2 separate regions of the Sus scrofa genome follow, and region 2 is linked to region 1. A link is a contact called in public Hi-C data. All regions are on one chromosome and are shown on one strand. Each heading gives the region's core, a stretch centred on a gene start, on an enhancer-like site or on the middle of the called end of the contact. The rest is flanking DNA. Distances are from core to core; before and after follow the strand shown. Region 1 has its middle 65 kb from the start of FAM20C. Region 2 holds the start of PDGFA (platelet-derived growth factor subunit A).

The links. Hi-C and Micro-C count contacts between places; a contact is called where the count stands out from the background.
Region 2: a Hi-C map of liver shows a contact between it and region 1, with 5 times the contacts expected there. The contact joins the promoter of PDGFA here to the enhancer-like site in region 1. A contact is called at or near these places in 17 of 47 Hi-C or Micro-C datasets (alveolar macrophages, brain, embryonic fibroblasts and 11 more) and 1 of 2 datasets of contacts at active chromatin or transcription factors (skeletal muscle).

Annotation. Positions count from the first base shown.
Region 1 is chr3:220,749-226,488 of Sscrofa11.1, reverse strand. No RefSeq gene overlaps it. Among named protein-coding and RNA genes, the nearest start is that of FAM20C, 65 kb to the right of the region's middle. Within about 2 kb of position 3,783, at least 17 of the 83 cell types and tissues checked have an H3K27ac peak or open chromatin away from gene starts, as enhancers often do. A contact at or near this core is called in liver, where this site is marked.
Region 2 is chr3:320,300-326,191 of Sscrofa11.1, reverse strand. It overlaps PDGFA (platelet-derived growth factor subunit A), which reads left to right and starts at 3,225. Exons shown (of 6, transcript XM_021085925.1): 1 at 3,225-3,690; 2 at 4,615-4,744. The coding sequence starts at 3,589.

The DNA.
Region 1 (5,740 bases), core at 2,534-5,033:
GGCTGTCCTCAAGGCCGCGCTGTCGTGGCCCGTCCCGCCGGCAGCTCAAACGTCCACGCGCCCGGGTCCACTAAGGGCAGTAAACCGAGCTGGATTCCGAACGTCCAGGCTGCCAGGAGTCGTGCAGTCCCCGCGAGCCCGCGATGCTGGCACCGTGTCCTCATGTGCAGGAAGGGGCGAGGGCCTCATCTAATGAGGACGCGCGTATCCCCCCGAAGGCCCCACCTCCCAACACTGTCACGCTGGGGGATGGGACCGAGTGTGTGGACTTGAGGGGGACACACATCTTCCGCCTTCAGCCGGGGCCTTATTCAGAAATAGGGTGTCTCTGCACCGGTATGTGGTCAGGACCCGGAGGTGAAGTCATCCTGGACCTGGAGTCGGCCCTGTGTCGCGTGACTGGTGTCCCTATCAGAAGACGGACTCAGGAGGAGGCCACGTGACAAAGGAGGCAGCGATCCAGTGACACACACACACCTGGGAGCGCTGAGAATGCCGGCAGCCACCAGGAGCGCGGAGCGGGGCCTGGACCAGGTGCTGCTTCAGCCTCAGGCGCCAGCCCTGCCAGCACCTCGACTTCTGGCTTCTGAATACATTTCCGTTGTTTGAGCTGTCCAGGGTGTGGTCACTCCAGCAGCCCCAGGACCTTCACAAAACCCCTAACCTGGAGCCCTTCAGGGCACCCCATTCCTCAAACATTGGGCCTACTGCGGTAATGCTTTCGTTTAGTGCACACCTGTGTGCCAGGTACAGGAGTTCAGGCAGGTACAAGGGTGCAGACAGGTACGTGGGTGCAGACAGGCACAGGAGTGCAGACAGGTATGGGGGTGCAGAGGGGTACAGACAGGAACGGGGGTGCCGATGGGTACAGCAGTGCAGACAGGTACATGCATGACTTCTGTGAGCCCTCCCAGCTGCCCCAAGAGCCTCTTCTGCTGTACAGAGAACAGCTGGGGAGGGGCTCGCCCTGGGCCATGTGGCAGCACCGAACCAGATGTGCCTGGCACCCAGCCAGAAGCACCCCAAGGACTCCAGGGGTTGCCACCCCACGGCCAGCACATGCTCCAGACACTGCCACCCTCACCGCCCGGCTGGCAGGTCCCTCCTGAGGCCTGGAAAGGTGTGCTGGTGAGGGAGACAGGTGCCCAGCTCTGCGGCTCAGAGAGTCAGGTTCCCTTTATGGGCCTGGGTTTCTGGTCTGTGAAAGGGGCCGGCAGCTCTCTCGGAGCCGGGCCAACTCCTCCGGAGGGCGTGGAGCCGGTCTCCTGCTGGGTAGGTTGGCCCCTGGGCAACCAGGGGGGAGAGTGAGTTCTGGGGGCTGGGCCCACCTCTCCTTCCCCGAGGATCTGCCCAGGCGGGGCTCACGGGGCCTGCTCTGCCCCTGCTCTGCCCCTCTGGGCCGCCCAGAGCACAAGCGTCCCTGGGATGTCCAGGCCAGGCCGTCCAGCGCCCCAGCCGTCCAGCGCACTCCCGAGGCCCGGGAACATGGAATCCCGCGTCTGTCAGTGCCTGTCAGCCCCGCTGCCAGCCTGAGCCTAATTGCTTAATTTGCACTAATTCTCATGCCATTAATACACGCCGCCTAAAATAACATTGCCTAGAAAACGAACTTGTCTGTGACACTATTTTTATCTTTTTTTTTTTGAGGAAAAAAAAGTGAGTCACGTTGTCTACATTTCCAGCTGTTTTCCATTTCTTTCCCTGTATTTGCTGCTTGGTGCTCAACTTGGAGATGGGATTCTGGGAGAACTCTACCGGCAGGGGAGACTGGGTACCAGACCCAAGGCCCCCTTGGCGGCCAAGCGTCCACCCTGGGGTGTGCTGGCACCCACACTGTCCACACCTGGGCCCTGACTCCGGCCGCGTCCGAGGCTCCCAGCATGCCCGGCGTCCACCTGCGGGGCCCCTGCATCCTCGTAGTTGTGTGGAGGCTTGTTCCCTCCGGGGCTGCCGGGTGGTGAGGCAGGGGCCCCGGCAGTGCTGGGGCATCGATTCTCCCGGCGTGAGGGAGTGGCCCCAAAAAACCATCCGCCCCCCTGCCCCTTGGGGCCCACAAGCCTCTTGGCAGGTCCTGGCGCAGCTCACAGCTCCCCCTCCCATGGGCGTGAGGGGCAGGAGGTCCCAGGGGCTGTTTTTCCAGGTCGTAGGACAATGTCAGGCCCTGGTGACAGCACAGAGCTGAGCCTCCGGACTCCACGCGGGTTGCTCTGAGCAAGCATGTGTGCGTGTGCCCGCGTGCGCCTCCGTCCGAGGGCCCCTGTGCGCACACACGTGTGCGTCCCCAGGCGCAGACGCGCCCGTGAGCTCCTACGGCAGAGGACACCTGTGTGCGCACACGTGTCTGCACGCGTGTGGACAGGGAGGGCGCGGGGCCAGAGCGCTCCCGGAGACCCGCGCTTGACACGCGGCCAAGCTGTCTCCATTGTCATGTCAACTAAATATTTCCAGCCCCACAACCAGGGGCTCCGGAGCGCGCCGTCTCCTTGCCGCTCGCAAACCCCGGCCAGACTTCCAAACCGCTAGGCAGATTTCAAGTCCCTTTTTTTAGCTGCCGAATGAAAAAAATAAGCAAACACAAATCTGCTGATCCCAGGCCGCCTCCTCTTCTGGAGATTTAATTTCTGAGCTTTGATCCGATAACCGGGACCCCGAGGACTTGTTGTTTCTCAATAATGAACTGAATGTTTGCGCTCTGAGCCTGAACTTTTCTGGTTTGGGGAAAAATATGACTTTCCATAGAAGCTCTTTGATGCGGCCAGTGGCGCTGTCCACACAGGAATGAAAAGGCCTTTCAGAGGGCCGGCGGCGGTGGGAGGGGGCGGCCAGGCCGGGGCCGTGGTGCCAGCCCTCAGGACAATTGATGCCCCCACCGGGCCTGGCCCACAAGGGAGGTGTGGGCCCTCTGCTCCCTTCCTTGGGGGCCCAGCATCCTCGTCCCACCACAAAATGTCGGGGACTTGCGGGGTCAGGGACCCCCCAAAGAGGGGTTGGACAGAGAACCCAGGATGAACTTGGAACCCAGAACTGTCCAGTCCAGGGGGCTCCCCCGGAGTAAATCCTCCGGTCAAGTTAGAGCCTCCACCCCAGATGGGGCAGGCCCCTGCTCTAGACGCGGGGCCGGAAGCAGGACAGGCTGCGAGGGCCGTCCCTGCAGGTGGTACCCCCCTGAGAGCCAGAGAAGGGCACCCTGCAGGTGTACGGGCAGCGTGGGCGCCAGGGCAGAGGTCAAGGCACAGCCTCCTCAGCACCCCAAGCCCCCCCGCACCCCTCAGCTTGGGATCCCCGGCCTGCACCGCCTCATACAGCTTGGGGGGGATTGTGGAAGCCAGGCCGGGCCCAGTGTCCTTCTTAACTCGCAGGCTGCTGCTTCCTGGCCCTGAAGCCGTCGGGATGGCCGCACTTTCCTGGGAAACGACCCGACCTTCCCCGTCAGGGAGGGGGTGAGCCTGGGCCCCTCCCGGCCCAGCCCAGGTGGCTGTTTTCACACTTCAAATGGCCTTTTCCCCAGAGAGCAGCTCTGTGAGCTGGGCTGCGGCAGGCCTGTCCCCAGAGGCCAAGAAGCAAACGCGGTTGGTTATCCGCCCCAATAATGAGCCCCCAGGGAAGCCTGGGAAAAACGCCCGCCCTTCCTGAAGATTCGGCCCTGGACCTTGTCCCCACTGAGTCTGCTGTCAGCGCTGAGGCCAGGCCGGCTGATGCCTCGGCAGAGCCGGGCCTTGGACGAGCGCTCAAGTGTGTCCCCACCGCCCTCCCCCTGCCCCCCCGACCTGGGCTGGCACCTGCAGCCGCCTGACCCGGCCGCAGACCTCAGAGTCCCGCGTCTGGATCCACTCCTGGCCCAGGGCGGGACCTGGACACGCCTGAAAGAGAAAGTAAACAACTGAATTAACAGGTAATACAGTGGTTGGGTTCCAAACGCCAGGCAGGTTTGGAGCTAGCAAGGAGCCCAGCAGGAAGACGAAGTCTCGGCCCCCCAGCGACAGCCTGTCGGCATCGCCGCCTCGTTATCCGAGGCAGAGGCCCCCTGCTCGTGCCCGCCGACAGGGAGGCTGCGCCGGCTGTTCAGGGACTCTCTGTACCATCTTCACAGTTTTTCTGTAAATCTAAAAACATCCTAAAATAAAGGGTTTATTTAAAGAACAGTTGGATGGGGGCTGGCGCCATGGGACCCAGCCGGCATCTCTCGGGCTGAGGCCCAGGGGCACCAGAGGCTGCAGTTCTAACCCAGAGGGAGGACAGAGGTTGGCTGAGTGGCCAGCGGGCAGTGGTGCTCAGATCCAGGGCATCTTCTGAAGGCTGAGGCTCAGGCCCAGTTGCCTGAGGAGGAGGACGGAGCTGTACTGACTCGTGGGCAGGAGGGGGACCTGGGAGCGGCATGGGGGTTCCGTCCCCGGGTGTCCTGACTTAGAGAAAGAAGTACCCTCCTCTTCCCACCAGAGGCCCCGTAATGACCCGGCAGGGACCGTTCCCACCCAAGCCTGCAGTGCAGACCCTGGCCTGGACCACCCAGTGTGCCCTGCTCAGGCCTCCAGTGCCCGCAGGTGATGGGCACATGGCCTCCGCTGGCCCATCAGGCCTGTTCCCGGCCCAGCCCTGACTCCCAGCCGTGGAGGAGAAGCAGGTGGGGCTGTTGCCGCCTTAGGAAGAAGCCAAAACCGAGGCTGAGCCAGGAGGCCCAGGGGTCGGCTTCTAGATTCTGTCGAGGGGCCGGTCACCCCTGGAGTCCCGCCCTGCCTCCCACTGCGCTGTGGGGAGGAAGGTCGGGAGGCCGGTTTGAGGCCGGCTCCCTCACTGTCAAGACACGTTTCTGTACACTGGAGGGGAGAGCGTCGTGGCTGTGACCTTGGCCATGGCACCCGGGCCCCACCCTGGCTCTGACACCTGGGACTTCTGAGCTCATTTCCATGCTGTTCATCTCCGGCGTCGGGGCTCACAGCCCCCCTCGGCTGCCGCGAGGTCGACGGGACGGTCAGCTGTCCGCTTACAGCAGGCTGGGCAGTGAGCGGGCCCTTCCCCGGCCAGGGCGCCCCTTGTCCAGGGCAGGCCCCTGGCGCCGCAACCCGGCCAGACAAGCCCCGTTGCCCGGTCCAGCGACGGGCTCTCCCTCTGCCCTCAGAGCAGTGGCCCCTCCACCACGGAGGGCCCAGGCCCCGCAGCCTCTCCTTTCCTCCTCTCGTCCACCCAGCAGGACCCCCGCTGTGGCCGCTCTCCGTGGCCACCCCCCCAGCATCCCCTCAGGCAGCCGGTTCACAGGCTCGAGCCAAGCCCTTCTCTGTTGAGCTCTGGGCCTTACTGGGAAGGAAGCAGGTGTGGTCTTGCTGGCAGGGGGTGACACCCAAGTAAGGAAACCAATTACGACCCATGTTGTGAGGACACGAGGGAGGGGGTGGTGGGAGTCCGAGGGGTGGGCATTCCCTTCCGAAGGTGGGGCGGGGTCCCCTCCAGGGAGGTGGCCTCTGAGTGAGCAGGGACGTTGCAAAGAAGCTGCCGCACGGAGAGGGTCTGAGGCCGCGATACTCCCCGGGTCAGCGGGGAATGTCCAGCAGAACAAGGCCTGAGCGTAACTCAGCCACAGACACACGCCTCGTGCAGCGCTCGCCGCGCGCACACAGACCAGGAGAACCCCGGAGGCCTCCAGGCAGGCCGATCAGATAGGGCTCCCCGAGCTACCGTGTTGGGAAATGACTTCACAGCATCACACTTGTTACTGATTAATTTTGTTCGATGAGGGAGGCTGCGC
Region 2 (5,892 bases), core at 1,976-4,475, 100 kb before region 1:
CCTGCTGTTTTTCTGGCTCAATGCCGCCGGGGGATAGCCGTTCCCAGTAAGGCTATTGGTCCCAATTTTCCAGATGAGAGGAGAGAATCGAGGAAGTCTAGGGACAAACTGCCCCACCAAGGCCAAGGCCAAGGGGCAGAGGGCAACTAGAGCACCTTGGGACTGGGGATCAGGTGGGTATGGCTTCAGTCTGGGTGCCTTTACTGTCAGCCACAGCATCCTTCCCACGGGGCCGAGAACCGCAGGACGAGCGGCCTGAGTGCCCCCTGCCCCCTGGCCCCTCTGAGCTCTGGCAGAGCAGCCGGGGCCAGGGAGCTGCCCGCCTGGGACTATGCTCTGGGGCTGTGGGCAAATGCTTAACTCCTGGCACCTGTAAAATGGGAGGTGGGATGGCGCTGCTCTCGTGGGGCTCCCTCAGAGACCGAGGTGCCAGGAGAGGCTAGTGATGACTCCCACCTCGAGAAAAATGACAGCAGCAGTAATGGAGCGCCAACTGGTACCGGGTCCCACTGCACAGGGCAGAGCTGGAAGGGGGTGAGATGGCTGGGCTGGGTGACGGGTCCTTAGCAAAGGCACCCCCCACCCCCAGCCCTCTACACGGCTCTGAGGAATGGCCAAGGCCCTCCCACTCCTCCCTGGGTGTGGGGGTCATGGGCGGTGCCCAGAGGGAAACAGCGAGGGGGCAGACGCCCAGACAGTCACTGCAGCTGCGCGGCGGGCCCCCTCTCTCCACCTATTTGGAGCACCTGACTCACTTTAATTATGGGCCTGCCGGCACGTCGGACCGCGCCGGGGATGCCCGAGATAGCCCGCGAGCGGAAGCACCGGCTCCGGGGGCGACCGGACAGTCCGGCCGCCAGGTGCGCCCTCACCTCCCCACCCCAGAGCTCCCCGAAGCGCCCCCTTCTTCCGCCGGGGCCCTCTGGCTGGCCGGGCAGGCGGTTCCTCGGCCTGGGGTCGGAATTGTCGGAGGCGGGGTGGCGCGAGGGGCGGGGGGGGGGGGGATTTGTTAGGGGTCTGAGCGGGCCTCCGGGCCTGGGCGGGGATGCCCAGCGGAGCCTGGAGCGCCGCGCCCACGCGCTCGGCACGGCCGCCCACGCCTCCTCCGACTACGATGTATATTTAGCCTCTTTATCAAATGTTTGCAGTGAACCGTGTGAACCGCCTAATAGCGGCTGGAAGTGAAACTCGATTCCTGGGCACAAAGAAGCATGTGACCACGCCTGAGCGGCAAGAATCGCCGACAGGAAGGCTGGGCGGGTGCTGGAGCCGCCGTGCGCCTGGCCTCCAGACGGATGAAGGGTCCCCTCTCCCGCGGAGCATCCCAAACCGCCTCCTCCGTTAGCCCCCTCTCCAGAGATGAGGACGCTGGGGTCTGAAAGGGGGAGGAGGTTTGGCGAGAGGGACCGGGGCTCTGTAGCGAGTCCGCGGTCGTGGGTTCTCATCCAAGTTGGTGCCCTCTCGGTCAAGTCGGTCCAAGGTCTCTGAAACAGCCTCTAGGGATCTGCTTCTGCCAGTTTCTTCCGAGGACCGGGAGGGTGGGGCGGGCTGGGTCGGGGTGGGGGGAGGCCCCTGTGCACCCTCAGGGAGAGCCTTGATATGCGAGCGCCCCAGTCTTCCCCAAAGGCGGCTGTACAAGTTTGTGCCACCCTCGCGCTGCCACTGTTGCCGTGGTCGCTATGACGACGACGCGCCGCGGTTTTATTTTTAATAGCGGCCAGCGATTAGAGGGATGCCTGCGCCGCCCCCCACAGATCTCAGCCCTGGACCGAGGATGCACCCAAGCTGCCCGGCTCCCCGCCAAGCTTCGGCCCGAGTTCCCGTAGCAGGCGCCCCCCTTCCCCGTCCCCAGATCGTTCCCTCCGCCCCGCACTTGAACTGGGAGCCCTTGAAGTGCCAGGCGGAGAAGAGACCCAGAGGGAATCACTCGGGAAGGTTTGCTCTGGGTGGCAGCCCCCCAGGACTCAGCGAGCCTCTACAGAGAGGAGGGAAGGCCCCGCCCCCACCCTGCAATAAAGGTGACCTTTCCTCCCTCATCCCCACACCCGCTGTCAAAGCGAGTCCTTTAACCCCAAAGCAATGTCCCCGCATCCCCTCTGCCCGAAAGGAATCTGAGGCTCAAGCCTCTGAGTTAAGCCACAGAGGGCTCCGCTGGGGGTCCAGTCTGAGTCCTGGCAGTGCCCTTCCAGAAACCATCCAGGGGTCTGTAAGGTCCACCTGGATGGACGACCACTGTCCCTCACGTGCTTTTAGACGTTTCCAAGTGTTCCCCAGGTGTGCCTGGGTCCTCCCTGATCCAGCCTCCCCGAGAGCGCGTTTGAGAGAGAGGGGTCGCAGGTGGGGCTACAGTGGGGAGGCAGGTGCGTTTGGGGGGTCTGCAGGTGTGGAGGCATGTGGAAAGGCTCGCCCTTCCCCCCACGTATTTAGGGGCAGGCTAGCGCCCCCCCCCCACCCCAAGCGCCCACCGGACTCAGCCTTTGAAAAGCCGGTGCCCGCCAAACCAGGATGAAAGACCGCCCGCAGGGTTGCGTCTTTACTGCCTTCGGCGGGAGGGCGGCCGCGGCGGGCAGGGCCTAATCCGCAGGATCGGGGCAGGGGGTGGAGGGCCAGGGCGGGAGGGACTTCTTTTTCGGCCGCCCACCCACTCATTCGGAAGTCTCCTCGCCTCCAAAGGGTCTCGCCCTCTAGCTTCGGGATCGCATAGCCCATCACCCGTCTAGCCCTGGTACCGGGGCTCGTCCGCCCCCTCGAGAGGCCGCCGCCGGGGTGCGATCCCACCTGGCCTAGACAGGCGGAATCCACAGCCCGGCGCACCGCCCTTATGGTGGCGGGGGAGCCGTCCAGCCCTGTTCAGGCTTCGGCCTCCCGCGCATCGCGCCCCCGCATCGCGCTCTGTGCGGCGCCGCGGCCGGAGGTGGCGCTCTGTGCGCCCAGCGGATCCTGGCGCGGAGGCTCAGACTCCGGGGTTCCTCACGAGCGGCTCTTTTCTCTTCGTTCCCTTCCTCCCCTCGGGTTCCCGGCTCAGGCCGCGGCCCGGCCTTGCACGAGGGAGTGGGGACTTGGGGTCCCAGGGTGGGGACGAGGCCCGCTGCAGCCCCCTGCTCCGACCCGGGCGCGCTCCCATCTCGGAATGTGGGTGGAGGTTCCCCATTCAGATGCCCCAGGCATCGGATTCTGGGCGGGGGCGCGTGGCAGCCGCCAGGTGAGTGCCCCAGACGCGCGGCTAAACCCGCCCCACCTCTCACCAAAGATTCCCTCCCCCTCCTTTTATGGAGAAGGGGAGGCAGGGGCCCAGGATCCGAACCGTGGAGAGAGGCCGGAGCGCCAGGGCGGGGGGCGGGGGCCGGCTCGCTTTTGCCCTTTTTGGCGTAGCAGCTCTGGGCGCTGCCCTCTGCCGCCGCTGGGGCCCGAGAGAGGCGAGCCGGCGACGGCGGCGCTTCTGCGGCGGCCTCCTCCCCTCCCCGTCCGGTGCTGCAGGACTGCAGCTGGCACTGGAGGGTGGGCAAGCTCGAGGGAGGGGCGCGCGGGCAGTCCCGGCCGGCAAGCGAAGCCCCCGCGGCTGTGCTCGGAGCGGGGCGCGGGGCCTTGATGGATTTTACTGCCTGCGTGAGCGCGTGTGTGTGCTCACTGCGGCGGCGGCGGCGGCGGCCGGGCCCTGCCCGGCCCGTGCGGCCCCCGCGCGCTTCCGAGGTGCGGGTCCGGGGCCCGGAATACGGGGGAGGCGAGGGGGAGGGGGCGGGGGAGGGGCGCGGCGGCGGCGGCGCTATAACCCCCTCCCCGCCGCCGGCCGGCTCCACACGCGCGCCCTGCGGAGCCCGCACAACTCCGGCAAGCCGGGCCTGCCCGCGCCTCCTTCCTCCTCTTCCTCTCCTGCCAGCAGCGGCGGCGCCGGCCCGGCCCTGCGGCCGCCCTCAGGCCCGCGCGGCAAGGCCCCGGGCCGGCGGCGGCTGCCAGGCGGCGCGGCCGCGGGCGCTGCCCGGCTCGGGCCGGCGGAGGGCGGAGCGCGGCGCCGGAGCCGAGGGCGCGCCGCGGAGGGGCGCACGCAGGCCGCCGGGCCGCGCCGTGCTGGGCCGCGCCGTGCCCGGTCGGGCGGCGGCGGCGGCGGGAGGAGGCCGGAGGCGAGCGCGGGGCCGGCGGTGGGCGCGCAGGGCCGCCCGCAGCCCGCAGGGAGAGCGCGAGCCCGCTCCGGGCCTGGCCGGGCGTCCAGACAGGTGATGGGTGGTGCAGCGGCAGCAGCTCCAGCCTGGCTCCGGGGTCCCTTTCGGGGCTGATGCCCGCAAATATGCAGAATTACCGGCCTGGTCGCTCCTAGAGCCAGCGCCGGGGAGCGAGCGCGGCGGCGGCCAGCACCGGGAACGCACCAAGGAAGAGGCCCAACCCCCGCCCTCCGCCCCTTCCGTCCCCACCCCCTACCCGGCAGCCCAGGAGGCTCCCGGCGCGGCGGGCGCGGCAAGCGCGCACTCCCTGCTCCTCCTCCTCCTCCTCCTCGCTGGCGCTGCCTGCCTCTCCGCACTCGCTGCTCGCGCCGGGCGCGCTCGTTGGCTCCCTGCTCTCCGCGCCACCCTCCTCCGGGCCGCGCTCCCTGAGGGATGGTACTGAATTTCGCCGCCACAGGAGCCCGGCTGGAGCGCCCGCCCCGCGGCCTCGACTCCCCGCCGAGCCGCCAGCGCCTCGGGACGCGATGAGGACCTGGGCTTGTCTGCTGCTCCTCGGCTGTGGATACCTCGCCAATGCCCTGGCCGAGGTGGGTGCCACCCCCGCGCCCCGTCCTCTCTCCGGCTCCCCCTGCGCACGCCCCCTGCGGCCGCCTGCGGGCCGAGGCACCCCAGGCTCTGGGGCTCTGCAGAGCGCATTTTGATTGCTGCTAGGGTGGTCGATTTTTTAATTTTCTCAACTGGGTTCTATTTTCTGCCATGCCTAAGTGTGTCTGGTGAGTTTCCAGCGCGTTGCGTCGCTCTGCCGTGGAGGGACGGAGTGGCGGCGTGGTGGACGAGTGGGGAGAAACTTCGGGGGGCGCGGGCTCCTCTCCGCGGAGGGAAACCCGGGGCGCGGCGGACAATGCAGCATCGGGGTGCGGGGAGCGCGGAAGGGGGTGTGTGTGTGTGTGTGTGTGTGTGTGTGTGTGTGAGCCAGCAGAGCTGGGGAAGGGAGAAGAGCGGCCGACAAACAGGTAGGGGCAGCTGCGGCGGGAGCCCCCGGCAGGCAGGGTGGGCAGCGCGGAGCCGCAGACCCCAGTTCTCGGTCCCCACGCCCGCAGGGGCGGCTGGGCCAGCGCAGTCCCGCCCGCCCGGGGCCTGCTTACAGGTGGCTGAGCGAGGCGAGCCGGGGCCGGGCCAGGCGCCCGCGCCCTCCCACCAACCGCGTCCCCACCCCCACCACCCCCCAGTCTCAAATTCCGATCCCCGGGAGCTCCACCGTGATCAATGACTTTCTACACCCTCGACGTGGGAACTTAGTGCTCGAGACCCCCCAGCGACCCCCGACTCCCTTTAAAAATCTGCAAGGAGCGGGGAGGAAGCCCAGCTGTGTTGGGGTGGTCTGGGCAGGCACCGGGAGCTGCCAGAGGTGGGGATTTAAGCCTCACGTTCCCTGGCAGCCCCTCCCAGCGGCGGTTGGATTTGGGGCGTCTTAGTCGGCGCTAGGGCCGGGGCTGGGCCGTAGCCCGGGGTGGGGCGAGTGTGTGAGTGTGTTTGCGCGCGCCTTGCAGACGGAGAGACCCTCTCCCCCGCGGGTTCGGCCCGAGATTCCGGGTGTGAAATTTAAGCCCCAGGCTAGATTAAAGTGTTAGGGCTGCCGTGACTTTCGTCGCCGATCCGTGACGCATTTCAACTTGATCTTCCTCGATGTTGATTTCACCATTGGATCTGAAACTCTCGGGCCCCTCGCTGCCCC